3 separate regions of the Mus musculus genome follow, and all the other regions are linked to region 1. A link is a contact called in public HiChIP or PLAC-seq and promoter capture Hi-C data. All regions are on one chromosome and are shown on one strand. The core of a region is the stretch at or near the end of the contact, and the rest is flanking DNA. Distances in the headings are between cores, read along the strand shown. Region 1 holds the start of 9330111N05Rik (RIKEN cDNA 9330111N05 gene). Region 2 holds the start of Lysmd3 (LysM, putative peptidoglycan-binding, domain containing 3). Region 3 holds the start of Adgrv1 (adhesion G protein-coupled receptor V1).

Region 1 (4,825 bases), core at 1,267-3,766:
CTCTTGAAGAGCAGTCAGTGCTCTTAACCTCTGAGCCATCTCTCCAGCCCCATGACCAGTTTTTAAATCAATCCTTTTTCATTTTTCTTTTAATTTTGTGATTATATCAACATCATTTCTACCTTCTCGTTCCAAAATTTCCCATATTGCCCTCATTGCTCTCTTTTAATAATATGGCCTGTGAGGGGTGTGTGTGTGTGTGTGTGTGTGTGTGTGTGTGTGCGCGCGCGTGTGTGTGTACATATATTCCTAACTGTACCTCTGTTCTGACTGTATAATGATAACTTGTATGTAGGTTCTCAGGGCTGATGATTTGATACTGGATAACCAATTGGTGTGTTCTTCCCTGGAGAAGGCTACTTCTCCCACTCTCAGCACTCCTTAGTTCACTATAATTCTTCACAGGGTTGAGGCTCTATCCACCATGGCATTTCAGTGCTATCATCTTTGTGCAGCTCATCTTAGAGGATCATAATGGGACAGATGTTATGGGTGTAGCTTCTGACATTAGTAGGAGACATTACTTCACAGCAAACCCTATAGTCCTTTGGCTCTTAGTCTTTTCACCTTCTCCAGTGTTCCTTGAGTGGGGAAGTGTTTTGTAGATGTATTCACTGGGACTGGGCCCCACAGCTCTGCATTTTGATTGGCTATGGTTTTCTGTAACGGTCTCTGTGGCAAAGAGAAGTTTCCTGGTGAGAGGTGATGACTACACTTATGGTTGGGTACGAAACAGATATTTAAAATTTAGTTAAATATTATGCTGGTTGCTAAAAGTGGTGATTATAGATTCTTTCCCAATTCATGATTTCACTAGCCCCGAGGAGTTAAACAGGTTTCTAGTCCCAAGCCCCCAGTTTCCCTCTAGTTGAGCAAATCTTAAATCCAGTTAGAGAGGTGTTGGTTACTGCCAAAGCTCATGTTCCCCCACTGTACCCTTAGGGTTAGTGTACCATTGTTGCTTATAGAAATTATAGCTGGGTAGAACTTTTGGTTGCCTCCCTCCTTTGGAAACACCATGAAAGCTAGTTGTCAGGAATGGCACATTCAGGTCACTTTCTTATCCCTTTGTCTGAAGTAACTGCTATCTTCAGTAATAGAGATTGTTTTCCATTTTTGGGGGAACAACAAGGACAAGAGCGATAGTCTGTATGTGGGGGAAGTCTCTTGGACAACCCTATTCAATGACTCAAAAGAAGGCCTCTCATTACTGGTGTTGGGTTTTTCTTAGGTGATTTTTGGTTCTGGTAGAAAGCATTGTCAGCCCAGATGAGGAAATTTTATTTAAACTATATATGATATTATACATAGACTAACTGGTATTTTGGGGTTCTTTTAAGGTAGCTAATGGTATGATTCAGGCATCCTTACTGTTATCTTACTCTCTCCTTCTGTGTTTATGTGCCTTCTCTTCCCTAATAACAGCACACCCCTTTTCCCAATTATCCATCGTATCTCTTGTACCCTGCTATTTCCATCTGTATCACTTCCCCACACCCATCCCAGAAATGGTGTGCACTTGCATTTGTCAGTGTGGAACTTGGAGCCTCCAGTGAGAGCACATGACCTTAGTAGGGAGTTAATGTGGAGACAAACACAGAAAAAAAATGCCATGTGATCCAAGCAGCATAGACTGTATGCCAGGGACAATCAGAGATCTATGGCCATTGCTGAGATGTAGAAAGGAGCCCAGAGGGGTCTACCTAGAACATGGTGGACAGTCTCCAGGATTGTAAGAGGGTAAGTCCATGTGGTAGTGAATATGCTTGACCCAGGGAGCGGCACTACCAGGAGATGTGGCCATGCTGGAGTAGGTTGGCCTTGTTGGAGGAAGTGTGTCACTGTGGGGGTGCACAATGAGACCCTTCTGCTAGCCATGTGGGAGCTAGTCTTCTAGCAGCATTCAGATAAGGAATATAGAACTCTCAGCTCTTCCCTCTTCCTGCACCATGCCTGCCTGGACGCTGTGATGCTCCTGTCTTGATAATGATGGACTGAACCTCTGAACCTGTAAGCCAGCCCCAATTAAAGGTTGACCTTGTAAGAGTTGCCTTGGTCATGGAGTCTGTTCACAACAGTCAACCCTTAACTAAGATAGTCCACCTTTACTATTTTAGGTACAGTGCTAGGTGTGGCACTTCTTACCGAAGTCCTGGAAAGTGAAAGATGCTGTCCTCCCCCACGCCTTCTCCTTACCTCTGCCAGCCCACTGATCAGTTCTTCCCAAGTTCACGATATAAAGAGACCTCGTAAACATGCCAATTTTGGATGGAGTCTGAGATTCTAGGCTCTAAGGACGCAGCGGAGGATGATTTTGAACTTCTGTTCTCCCTTCCTCCACTCCAGTCTTCAAGCATACTAGGCAAGCACTCCTCCGTCTTTGCTGCGTCAGCAGCTCAGAGAGCCTGTGCTTCTTATGAGCTACTTTGTGATGCTGGGTTGCTGGTCCAAGAACTCTACTTGGACCAACAAGGGCTTGTTGGGGAGTTTGCTCCAATGCTAGCAAAGATGAAGCTGGAAGAGTTTCCCAGAGAAATGAAAATGTCCAGGGATCGGAAGTCGGAACAACTTCCTGCTGAGGCTATAGCTGTGTAGCAGTGTCTGATTAGAGCATCAGGCCTTCGGTTCCATCTCTACCATATCAACAGCGATGTAAATGGCTATCACTATAACAGTACGCTGATATTTTATGTGGCCGCCCCGCATTTTACCTTTCCAGTATTTTAGACAGAAAGATGAATAAGAACACCAGAACCAACGTGGTCTGTGTGTTCAGTCTAGGAAAACTGCTTTCCTCCTATCCTCTGGTAGGCTTTGCGGATCACGTGTTTCACTGGCAGGTGGCCGGTTTCTAGTTTTATTCAGGACATTCTGCAGCTGCAGTTTGGAGTAAAATTGTGCTCTGGGACAGGTGGTCCAAGCTACGTTTGCAGAAATGCTTATCTATCGTTCTCTTCATTTTAAACTCCGAGGAGGAAGCAAGAAACATGGCCGCTATAAAGACAGATTTCAACAGGCCTTCTAAATCCCCGGGACCTCTCCAAGGGCAAGGAAGCTAATCAGTGCCTGAGATGACAGATAGGATGTCGCGATGAAGGCCCTGGATTTTACAGTAAGTCACTGCCTGTACACCATGCCAGATTCCAACCTGACTTGCGTCACCGCAGTGTGGCTTTATGACAAGATTAGTTACCAAACACACTGAAAAGATAACCTTAGGAAACGGAGGGCATAAATAAGACAGAAGTTTGGAACCGCGGAAGTATTAAAAAAATCCAAACGAAGATCATCTCAAAGTCACTGTTCAAGGACAAAGCCGGGATTTGCGCCAACAAGCTTCGATGGAAGAATTTGATCCCTAGACTAGTCAGCCCTTAAGGCAAAGAAAACAACGCAGGAAGTTAGTGCTGGGCTTGGTCGGGATTCAAAAGCTGTAAACCCTGCGCTGCTCCGGGAAGCGCAGAGACCGGTCTGCAGCACTGAGGGCTCGGCCTCGGCGTGCACGGAGCCCGGCAGCCTCTGGCTGTGCAGGGCGAAGCGGGAGTCCGCGGGAGCGGTGACTCAGCGCTGAGTCAGGCGAGCGCTACGTGCCGGGAGACCGGCTGTCAGGAAGGGCGTCCCAGCGCCTCGGCCGCGGAGACCCCGGGGCCACTCACCCGCCGCACGCACGGGCCAGAGCGGGTGACGTCCAGGATCCGCAGCGGGGGTGGGGTGGGGGGTGGGGGTGGCCCCACGTGACCCCGTTTCCAGGGCTTAGGCTTTCGTCCCATGTATTTCCTCAGATAGGAGATTTCTCTTGCTCTGGCTTGTATTTGTTGTTGTTTGTTTGATTTTTTTTGGAGGGGGGGGTGTGGGTGGGTTTTGTCTGCTTGTTTGTTTTTTGCTTTTGTTTGGTTTTATTTTTTGTTTGCTTACGTTTAATTTTTTTAATAATCCGCACCCAATTTGAGAAATGACATTTTTAAATGAGACACAGGAAGAATGAGTAAATAAAACAAAAACACGCCTTGCAAGTGATGTGTCAAACCTTTGCACGACTTTGAGGTTAAATCATTGTGGCCTTAGTGGAATTGTAAAACATTAGGTATCCTTGGAAAAAGAGAGTTTAACTCGGTTTTGATGTTCAGTGTTAAAGGAAGCCAATCTTTGGTCTTTGTGCAATTGCCTTTCTCATAAAGGATTCTAAAAGCTGGAGGCATGTTTGATAGTAACAGAGAACCATGATGGTGTCCTGGGCATTCAGCCCTCTAGCATCCTGTTCGGATTTTTCCAACTGTACTGGTGATTGTGGCAATGCTATGTTGAGAGCCAATGGCAAGTGTTGCATTGTTCAGTGTAGCTGATCAATGAGATAATCCAGAGACAGGTCGAGGGACAGGGACCCCTTTGAGCTGAGTTTTAAGACAATCACACTAGGCCTTTAGAACCTGTGCCAACTGTTGCCAATTGTTTTCCAAGGTCCTAGAATTCTTATTGCTCCTGATGCCAGTGTGCATTTGAAACAGTGCATCGCATCACCATAGAACAGCCTTCTTTCTATTAGGAATGCTTTTCTTGCTTTTTACTAGGTTGAGACTGTCCCAAGACGTGCATGCTCTTTTTTTCTAGTTGTAAAAAAAAAAAAAAAAAAAATTAAATATTTAAATTGGGTGGGGGTGAGCCTTTAACCCCACGATTCGGAAGGCAGGGCATGTGTATTCCTGACTTTGAGGCTAGCCTAGTCTACAGAGCTAGTTCCTGGTCAGCCAGGGTTACACAGAGAAACCCTGAGGGGGAGGGGGAGGTAGGGAGCCATAATAAGGGCGTGGAGATGAAAGATGAGTGT
Region 2 (4,825 bases), core at 1,108-3,607, 690 kb before region 1:
TGGGGGGAACTGAGATAACATTTTCTTAATCAATGACAGATATGGAAGAGCCCTCTGTGATGCCACCTCTGGGCTGATGGTCCTGGGTTGTATAAGAAAGCAGGCTGAGCAAGCTATGGAAAGCAAGCCACTAAGCAGCATCCTCCACCACGGTCTCTCAGTGCCTGCCTTGGCTTCCCTCAAGGATGGATGGAGATGTATAAGCCGAAGAAACCCACTGTGGTAGTTTGTATATGCTTGGCCCAGGGAGTAGCACTATTAGAATGTGTGGCCCTGTTGGAGTAGGTGTGTCACTGTGCGCATGGGCTTTAAGAGTCTTATCCTAGCTGCATGGAAGCCAGTATTCTGCTAGCAGCCTTCAGATGAAGATGTAGAACTCTCAGCTCCTCCTGCACCATGCCTGCCTGGATGCTGCCATTTTCCTGCCTTGACTTACTGGACTGAACCTCTGAACCTGTAAGCCAGGCCCAATTAAATGTCCTTATAAGAGTTGCTTTTGGTTATGGTTTTTATCACAGCAACAGAAAGCAAACTAGGTCAATCATAATAAATTCCTCAAAGACAGCAGAACAAATGTTAAACACACAAGTGTGTTTATCTCAGTGAAGATAACATCTTCCAGCAAACTTGGAAAAGCAGTGCGGGGGGTGGGGAGGGGGAGGAGAGAAACCATCAAAAAATTATGCATGGATCCTGGAATGCAAAATGGGTTTAGAAGGATGGATGAAAAGAAACGAAAACTAAAATAAAAAACAAACAGACAAGGGAGGGTGGCAGGAGACAACTAAAACTCAGACAACAAAAAGATGATATTCTCTATGTAAAAACATACCTATTTCATTTCATAAAATCCAGCCCTTAAAATCCAGTTTCTGACCTTGCTTTACAGGGACACTGTATATCTTTAAAAGTTGAAAAGTCTCTATTTAGATAATTTATTAACAGCTATATTAGTAGCTTGCTTCAGCTGCTCCCACAGGGGCTAAACTATTGCCAAAAACCACTCCAAATTTGACAGATCCAAGCTAAATGAGAGCCACGTTTCACATCTCAGTTTAAAGTAAGGAGCACACCTGTTTCTACAAGGACGCTTGCACTCCCTTATCTAGGTCTTTTCTAAAAACAAAATAAAAAGCCCACATCTTAGATGTAGAGGATGTCTGTCAGTTTTGTGGAACCAGTAGCAAGTTGCATACATACATACATGTACTACCTCAGGAAGTATCTGTTTCAGATCCTCAAAAGCATCCATCAAAAGCAGAAAAGATTAGATCTAAAGCAATGCATATGGGTGGTTACGTTGCCTTAGGTATGCTATCCCTCTAAAGCGCTCTCCCTCCCATTCTTAGTACAGCTCTCTGAAATTACTGACTAATACCCAGAAGCCATTTGAAACAATGTGTTCTTCTATCAGTCTTTCCCTCACCATGTCTTAATCAGGAATCAAAAGACTCCCGTCTTCGCGCATCTGTCTCTATTCCTCTAAAATGACAGGAAAGCAAAATAAACAATCTGGACACTACGGTCTGACTGTTCATCTGTAATCCAAGTGCCAAGCTGCACTTTGGCCCAGTAAGGTAATGACATGTCAATCTACTAAAGATTAGAAAGTACACGGAATCAAAGCCATCAGCCTCAATTCTCTTTACCTCTCTGAATTATCTATGGAATCTATGGCTTCAGAAAACTAGAACATGTTGCATACTGCACTGCTGACAAACGTCCTGAAAGTGATCATCAATGGGTATCGTGAGCATGTTTTCATCCACCCGGTCTAGACCGGAAAGCGACCTCTCAAATCCCTAGGTACTACATATTAATTGCTGCATATTAATATTTGGTCTTGACCTTCGGCAGGGAGCAAGAGAAGACTCACAGGGCACAAGCCAGTTCAGCACTTAGGACAGAATCACCCCGATCCTATTCTCCAGGGCCAATTTTAAACCTAAGCAACAACTGCAAACTTCCTCCCTCTTCCATTCCACTCGCTTTTATTTTTATTTTTCCCTTTCCTCCGGACGTCCCCCGCAAAGATTACATCTCTGATTTCTAAGTCGCCGCGTCAGACTGGGACGCTTCGGAGCAGATGCTAAGGGGACAGGCAGAATGGCCCGGAAAGGGCTGCCCAAAACCGGGAGGTAAGAGTCCTTCCCGAACCGGGGACAGCGCCCCACGGTGACCCCCCGATCGACGTCCTGCCCCGCCCCGCCCCACAGCCACCGTCACCTGTCCTCTAGCAGGGGCGCGGCGACACGGTTATGTCCTCCACCACAGCCGCGGCCCCGGAGACGTTCATGACCGACTCTAGGTTCTCCGGTGTCTGGGTCCGCTTCTGCCACCGTCGCCGCCGTCGCCGCCGTCCCCGCCTTCCGCACCGACAGCCGCCGCCACGTCCGCAAACCTGCGGTGCGTCATCGCGTAGAGTAGGCGGAGGTGCGAGGGCGCGGGCGGAGGCGGGGAACCCAGAACCCCGCGGCCAACCGCAGGCCCACGCCAGCACGCAGGCGCGCCGATGCGGCCGGGGCGGGGCCTGATTTCAGCCCCGCCTCTAGCCCCGCCCGTCCGGGGGCCGCCGGGCCGTGTTGGACTCCTGCAGTCTGTGAATCTAAACCCAACGGGTCCTCCTGGCTAAGAAACGTACTGAGCGGAGGGCATGCTTGAGGAAGAGCCAATGGAGAGCCGCTGTGCATTTCTTAATGCTCTGTATCTGGCACTTTCTTCTCGGTGGGGCAGAAGAAAGCAAAAACACTGGGCCGTGCTTTACCATATCGAACGAGCCCTAGAGCAGCAAACAAGACAGGCAGAGTGCCTTGGGTCTGTAGGTCAGCAGAGTGAGCCACCTAGCCAAGCTAAGCTCACAGTGCCCTGGAGCTGCACTTTGATGGGACAAAGTTGTCAACAACTTGTAACTAACCTACTTGGATTTGAAAATTAACAGGACGCCATTGGTGTTGCACTATCTATGGCAGTGAAATAAATACCTCTCTTCTGACTTTTTTTTTTTTTTTTTTTTTTTTTTTTAGAAATTTGCCGAAGTGGTAAATACAGTGTTTGTATTTATGCGAATGATGTATGACATTTTAAAGGTGCACCTGGTGTTTTGTGCTGACGACCGACAATGCACTTGACTAAATGCTTACCCATTTAGGTCAACATTGCCTAAAGACGTACCACACTTTTCTTTACAGTCCGAATACTTAGTAATTATAAAGCCTTTGGAACGCTGTTCCAATTTCCAAAGGGTTTTTTGTTTGATTGTTTGTTTGTTTGTTTGTTTGTTCTGTTGGTTCCTTGGTCGGTTGGTTTTCTGAGAAGTGCCTCTGCAAGGACTGGGATTTTACTTACATTGCAATAAGCGCCTTTTACTTGAAAGGACAAGGCACTGTGCTGAACAATGCTACAAAGAACTCCAGGCAAAGACAACCGGGGAAAAAAAAGTTTGCCCAAGTTATTCTTTGAGCTCTTGCCCCTGTGACACCGCTGTCTGTAACCATTTATCACGGAGACATTTTCTCATCAGGAGACAAAGGATATATTCCGTTCTTGATGTGTAGGGCCTCGGCTGTTCAGGCCTCATGAATGTTAATGGAATGCAACCGTCTTTTTGCAAGTAGGTTACTTTTCTTATTTTAATGTCAATAGGCCATGGAATCCTTGGGAGAGTCTGAGGGAGAACGAATTCCAAGCATTTCTTCAGGACTACTACCTGTTTGCTTTGAAGAAACATCCTACACGAGATCTGCAAAGCTTTTGAATGATTGTTTGTATCTAACTAAAATCGAGTATTTGTTTACCAAAAGGGCACACTATGTGTATATTTTATTATTAGACTATACAAAAGAAGCAGTTAGCCACGAATGTTGGCTGAGTTCCAGAAAGTTGGCCGGTAAGAACAAGTATTTGTCTTTGGAAAAGAGGGTGTTCTCAGCAATCCGAAGGCCAAAAGTAGTAGGTTTTTTTTCAGATCTCATCTGCTATGTTGTCCGTTAAAATTGTTCAGTTGAGAAGTACATGATTCTAGGAATTTGTAGTTTTATAGCTAACATTTAGACTGAGACAGAGTAAATGCAGTGTTGTAGAGAGTAAATTGATACCACTTGTGAGGAGCACTGTTTGCTAAAATGCATTAAAATTAAAAATAAAGTTAACTAGGGTTTAACTTTGCTTAGTACCTGCCTTAAATTCACTGACACATAACACTTGAATCAGATTTAACAAATAAGTTTAGGAATGTTTATCAGATTAATGTCAAAAGGAAAAACAATCAGAGTGCTCCTCAAAGGAATAGCAGGATCCTTTGACTTCCTTAAAACAATATAGTACTTGATCAAAAGATTTAGATTCCTCTTTCTTTACAGATTTATTAATAAATTTGTCTCCGAAAAGGAATATGTACGAGAAATATATTCCAGCCATTGCAGATTTAGTTCTTTTTTAAAAAACAAAATCCTGGGCATAAGAACATGTGCTTGGAGCAGAAAACCTAAATAAAAATCCAGACATGGCTGCATGTGTGCCTGTAACCTTCTGGGTTCTGGGGTCCAGGAGAGTGAATTCAGAAGGACCACTGGGACTTGCTGGCCACCAGTGGAGCTTCACAGTCCGTAGACAATTCTGTCTGAGAGGACTTAAGCAGCAGGACAACGGGACACCTGTCTTAGTTAAGGTATCCATTGCTGTGACAAAATTCCATGACCAAAAAGCAAGAAGAGGAGGAAATGGTTTCACTTCCAAATTGCTGTTAATCATGGAAGGAAGTCAGGACAGGAACTGAAACAAGGCAGAAACCCAGAGGCAAGAGCCGATGCAGAGGTTATGGAGGGAT
Region 3 (4,825 bases), core at 587-3,086, 670 kb before region 1:
AGCCAAAACAAAACATTTCTCTTTATCAGTTGCTTGGCTTAGGTGTTTTGCTTCAGTGGTGAAAACTGACCAACATAGTGTCTCTACAACTTCCTGGGCCAGTAAGTTTTTGTTTTTCATATTCTGACATTGAGTTGATTGAACTTTCACCCCAGAAAGAATGCGAGCTTAATAAATTCAGCACCATGTCTTCAATTGCTGTTTTTCCCACAGTGCCCTCCTCTTCCTCTGTATCCTAAACACCCAGTGATTATTGTTAGTGAATTACTTATGATCCTGAAGGAACGGGTTAGGGGAATGAATTTTCATGTCAATGCTTAGGAGGAATGTCACACACAGAGCACACATGCATGGTGAGCTTGCAGATGAGACTCGGGAAAGAAGGACTAAGGACTAAGAACCTCCGACCTACAGGGACAGAGTTTGAGACACTGTAAATAGCAAAACAAACCAAGCCAAAATGTACTTCCGTCTTCCCATTTTTTGTTTTGCTTTATGATTATCTGGATAACTGGCTCATGATTTTGATTCTCTGTCGCCTTAAATCCTCTTACTATGCTACCGACTTGAGAGCTCACGCCCGCTTGTGTCCACTTCGTTCACCGCTTCTAGAAGCAGCAGTTTACTCTTACCTTTTGTAGTGCGTGCCGTGGGCATTTTCAGCCCCATGAATATGGTGTACAACAACTAGTTTGCCTAACCTTATCTTTGATGTCCAGCTGTTTGCCGAGTCCTACAATTTTGAGATGAGGCATTCTGCAATAGTTCATAATAACTGTGTCCCTGGATCCCCGTTTGTTACTTAAAGCTTATTCCATTCTGTTAGTTTGGAATGGATCTTGGATCCTCCACTGGCCTCTCTTTCTATTTAATTTAGTCGCTTTGTCTTTTCCTACTTTTTTTTTTTTTAAATCTGCTCTTAATTTATAACCTTGCTTCTTTCATTAAAAAGTGGAGGCAGGGGTCTGGAAAGTTGACGTTCTTCTAGAGGACCCAGGTTCAATTCTCAGCACCCGCATGGCAGTTCACAACTGTCTGCAACTTCAGTTTCAGGGGGATCTGTCACTCTTACCTATGAACAGAACATCAAATTAAATAATTATTAGCACAAAAAGTGGAGGCAGAGGGTTGGACCAAAAATCTTAGTCTTTTTCCTTGTTTGAAACTTCCCATGAATGATGCTGCAATTGTTCTGATAACCACCACGGCTCTTCCCACTATGGAGCCTTCATGACTAAGTCTAGGGGAGAATAACGACCCACATACACATGCCCTGTGTGCTATCAGAAAAAACTTGGTTCCCTTAATCCTTGAAGAACTTAGGTATTATTACAGTAGGTAATAAACTAGGTATTAATACAATATGAGATGGCAAAGATGTTGCCTTGTAAGTGTGCATAGAGATACCGCCTTCATTTCTAGTAATTCATCAGTGAATGAGTACTCAGAGTGAACACTTGAAGAAGGGCTTCAATCGATGGTAAAGGAAACACCCTTTTAGGTTCAGCAAACTGGAGAGAAGACTGGGAGCCGCTTACAGCAGAGCAGCTCCAAAGTTTAGCGCCTAAGAGAACCGGCCAAGCGCTGTGGTACCCAGCAGGTCAGCTTGGACGCCTGACTGCTGGAAGAGTCCATTAGTCATGGCCAAGGCGGGGAGTTCACCACGACGGAGTGCGGACCTGGCTGCCCGCTGCGCAGAGGACAGCCTGCTGCCAGGACAGTCACCCCCGCTCCACCGACCAGGTGAGCCCATCCCCCGGGCCAGAGTCCTATTGGAGCAGAGGAGCGCTAGGGGGAGGGGAGAGGATGAAGTCTTTGGCTGGAAGGGACAGTGCGGGGAAAGGATTAGCGTTGCAGAGGGTTGCGCTGGGTGTGAAGGGAGGAACGGCAGCGGTGGGGACCCTGGGTGTGAAGGGAGGCCCGGCACCGGCGGGGATCGGAGGGCACGCAGATGTCGGTGACCTCAGAACCAGGTAGGATGTGACTTGGGGTTGGTGCTGAGGGAATCCAGTGGGTCGGGGAGGGCTACAGCATCTCTTAGGCAGTTCCCGGGCAGCCGCCGCTTGCACCTGTTGCTGGAGGTAGGAGCGAGGGCGGCGCAGAAGGCGGGCGGGTAGCGGCCGCACGGACAAGCGGGTGGCGGGCTGCGGGTAACGGGACAAATGCCTGGTCCCTGCACAAGGCTGCGGCTTTGCATAGCTGCTCCCAAAGCTGCCATCTCAGAGAAGAGGAGACTGGGATGAGCAGAGCGAAAAGTTCCCATATCTCTTTCTGCCCAGTTGAAACACAGGCTCTAGTTTCAAAGATGGCTTGGAAAAATAATTGGGCAAGAACTGCAGGTGGTCGGTAGATAAAACTTCTTTTTGTGAATATCGAGGTAACTTTAAAGGAATCTTGTTAATGTTCCAGATACCTACTGCTTCAGGGAGTTTCAGTCAAGCACATTGTTTCCGATGAGTTTGAAATTAACATAGAGTGTAAAAATTCCTTATGTATATACACACACATATTTCTTTTATATTTTAAATTTCCTGAACTATTTTTCATTTCCATTGAGAAAATAACTTTAAGGTACAACATTAAGTTGTATATAACTTGTGTAAACTAACATCTTACAAAATCTATAGCCTTTAACATGTACATAATGTGTTTATAAGCTGCACATTCTTTTTTATTAGATATTTTCTTTATTTACATGTCAAATGTTATCCCCTTTCCTAGTTTCCCCTTCGAAAATCCCCTATCCTCTTCCTCCCTCCCCCTGCTCCCCAGTCCACTCACTCCTGCTTCCTGGCTCTGGCATTCCCCTATACTGGGGCATAGAACCTTCACAGGACCAAGGGCCTCTCCTTCCATTGATGACCGACTAGGCCATTCTCTGTTACATATGCAGCTGGAGCCATGAGTCCCACCATGTGTTTTCTTTGATTGGTGATTTAGTCCCAGGGAGCTCTGGGGTTACTGGTTAGTTCATATTAATACTCCTCCTATGGGGCTGCAGACCCCTTCATAAGCTGCACATTTGTAGAAATTGGAATTAAGATGTTACTTCTTGACAGGAAAAGTCCAAAATACCCCTTAAGTGATTTGGCACTGAGTGTTACAACCATCTTCCATCCCTGAACCAAAGCTTCCTTCTTTGTGAGTCATCTCTCCAAAGAACTAGAGCAAAGAAATAAAGAGAAAGGACATTAAAGAAGACAGTAGACATTTAATCAGGGCAGAGGTACCAGACTTATGTCTGGGAGATTTCCTAGGCTAAGTAGTAAACTCCTACTGATTTACAAATACATTCTGAATTATTACAAAAAAAATGCATGCGATTGCATGTGTTGGAGAATTATATCCCACTTCTGCCACAACTTAAGTGACTTTGAACATGAAACTGTTCTTCAGGATTTTGTTTCTTCACTTATAAAATCAAGCTCTTTGTGCTAGGTGATTGCAAAGATGTAGTCTAGTTAAAAATTACATCACTCAAGGTTGCATCTGTTAAAAAAACAATGAGTATATCAAATGCATCCAAGCAAAATTGAACAACTGAACCACCTTATTTCCATGATGAATATGTACAATTCAATTCTTACTCAAAGACATTAGTCATGAGCTCCTTGAAGTCCTTTATAAAGACCTTATTTGACATATCATCATCATAAACTAAAGAGCAGTATCCTAATTCCCAGACAGTGACACTGAAGCTGGGAACTTTCAAGATTTCTGCTTCAAATCCCCAGTTATGAAAACCAGATCAAGGGTCTTTTCTGAGTGCTTTTAGACGTCCATTATGCTGAATATTAGGAACATTACCTTAATCTCCTATAGACTCACGAAATCTGACTATACCAAGTCCACAGTGAGGCAAAGGCTAACTATGTGAGAGCATCAAGTCTTGATGCCATCAGGTATAAGAACAAAGTGTTAGTTAAAATTCTCAGTATTTAGGAAAATAATTTAGTTTTACGCTGTTGAATTCCTATTGTATTTGATGTCATAGAATAATAATATGAAATATTTAGGACACAAATGTTCTTATAGAAATAAAAACAATTGTTAGAAATACTGTGAAGGAGCAAAAGGCCATGTTACACCAGAGAATGTCAGCTGTTTTGTCCCTTGGAGGTGGCCATGCTCAAGACAAGGAGGGATGATGTGCCGTGGGAGAAGGGGCTTTACATCGGCTAACTGTGACCAAAGGCTTTGTTTATATCCTCATGAATGGCAATGGCATGCCGCTTTTGCCTAGTGTACACAGTATGCCAGGAATTCGACTAATCCCTTTATCCAGATCAACTTTATAATTAACCATGAACTGTAATTTTGATTTCCATATGAAGAAACTAGGGCAGAAAGATCTACATCCTGGGAGAATTTCCCCCACCTTCTAAAACACGTTGTTTTCTTTACTGCTGTGGAAGACAGGAATGAACTCCTGAAGCTCCAAGAGAAGCCTTGTAGCCAAACTGGACTGACTTCTTTATTTGTGTGTGACTACAGTGGAACTTAGGAAAGCTGAGAAGCAGTTAAGGTCACACATTCTATTTTCATTTTGGTCACCCAAGCAATCCTTTCATCTGTTACCTGTTAATGGGCAAATGTGCTCGTTAATTTATTGTCACTCACAGATGCTATATACACCCTTGCTGTATTGATGCCATTTCATTAAAAAATGTCCAGGTTGCACCACTTAGAAAGCAAAGCCTTTAAGGACAGAACCTGTGTCTTTCTCTACTATCTATAGATGTAGCAAAGTTGTTGACCAGTTGAGTCATTGCCCTGTTACTTGTCTGCAACCACTAATTATTGTTTATGTTGCATGTATAAGATG

What was found. Promoter capture Hi-C pulls out the DNA fragments that hold promoters and counts their contacts. HiChIP or PLAC-seq counts read pairs in DNA pulled down with a chosen protein or histone mark.
Region 2: a contact with region 1 is called in a promoter capture Hi-C map of liver, with 3 times the contacts expected there. The contact joins the promoter of Lysmd3 here to the promoter of 9330111N05Rik in region 1. A contact is called at or near these places in 6 of 39 promoter capture datasets (the 3T3-L1 cell line, 3T3-L1-derived adipocytes, liver and 1 more), 1 of 115 datasets of contacts at active chromatin or transcription factors (pro-B cells) and 2 of 9 other capture datasets (adipose tissue and liver).
Region 3: a contact with region 1 is called in a FOXA1 HiChIP or PLAC-seq map of pancreatic cancer cells. The contact joins the promoter of Adgrv1 here to the promoter of 9330111N05Rik in region 1. A contact is called at or near these places in 2 of 39 promoter capture datasets (liver and stem cell-derived epiblast-like cells) and 1 of 115 datasets of contacts at active chromatin or transcription factors (pancreatic cancer cells).

The regions. Positions count from the first base shown.
Region 1 is chr13:80,961,765-80,966,589 of GRCm38.p6, reverse strand. It overlaps 9330111N05Rik (RIKEN cDNA 9330111N05 gene), which reads right to left and starts at 2,516. Exons shown (of 2, transcript NR_015587.3): 1 at 2,197-2,516.
Region 2 is chr13:81,655,338-81,660,162 of GRCm38.p6, reverse strand. It overlaps Lysmd3 (LysM, putative peptidoglycan-binding, domain containing 3), which reads right to left and starts at 2,357. Exons shown (of 3, transcript NM_030257.1): 1 at 2,227-2,357.
Region 3 is chr13:81,630,155-81,634,979 of GRCm38.p6, reverse strand. Adgrv1 (adhesion G protein-coupled receptor V1) reads left to right here and starts at 1,836. Exons shown (of 90, transcript NM_054053.4): 1 at 1,836-1,973. The coding sequence starts at 1,952.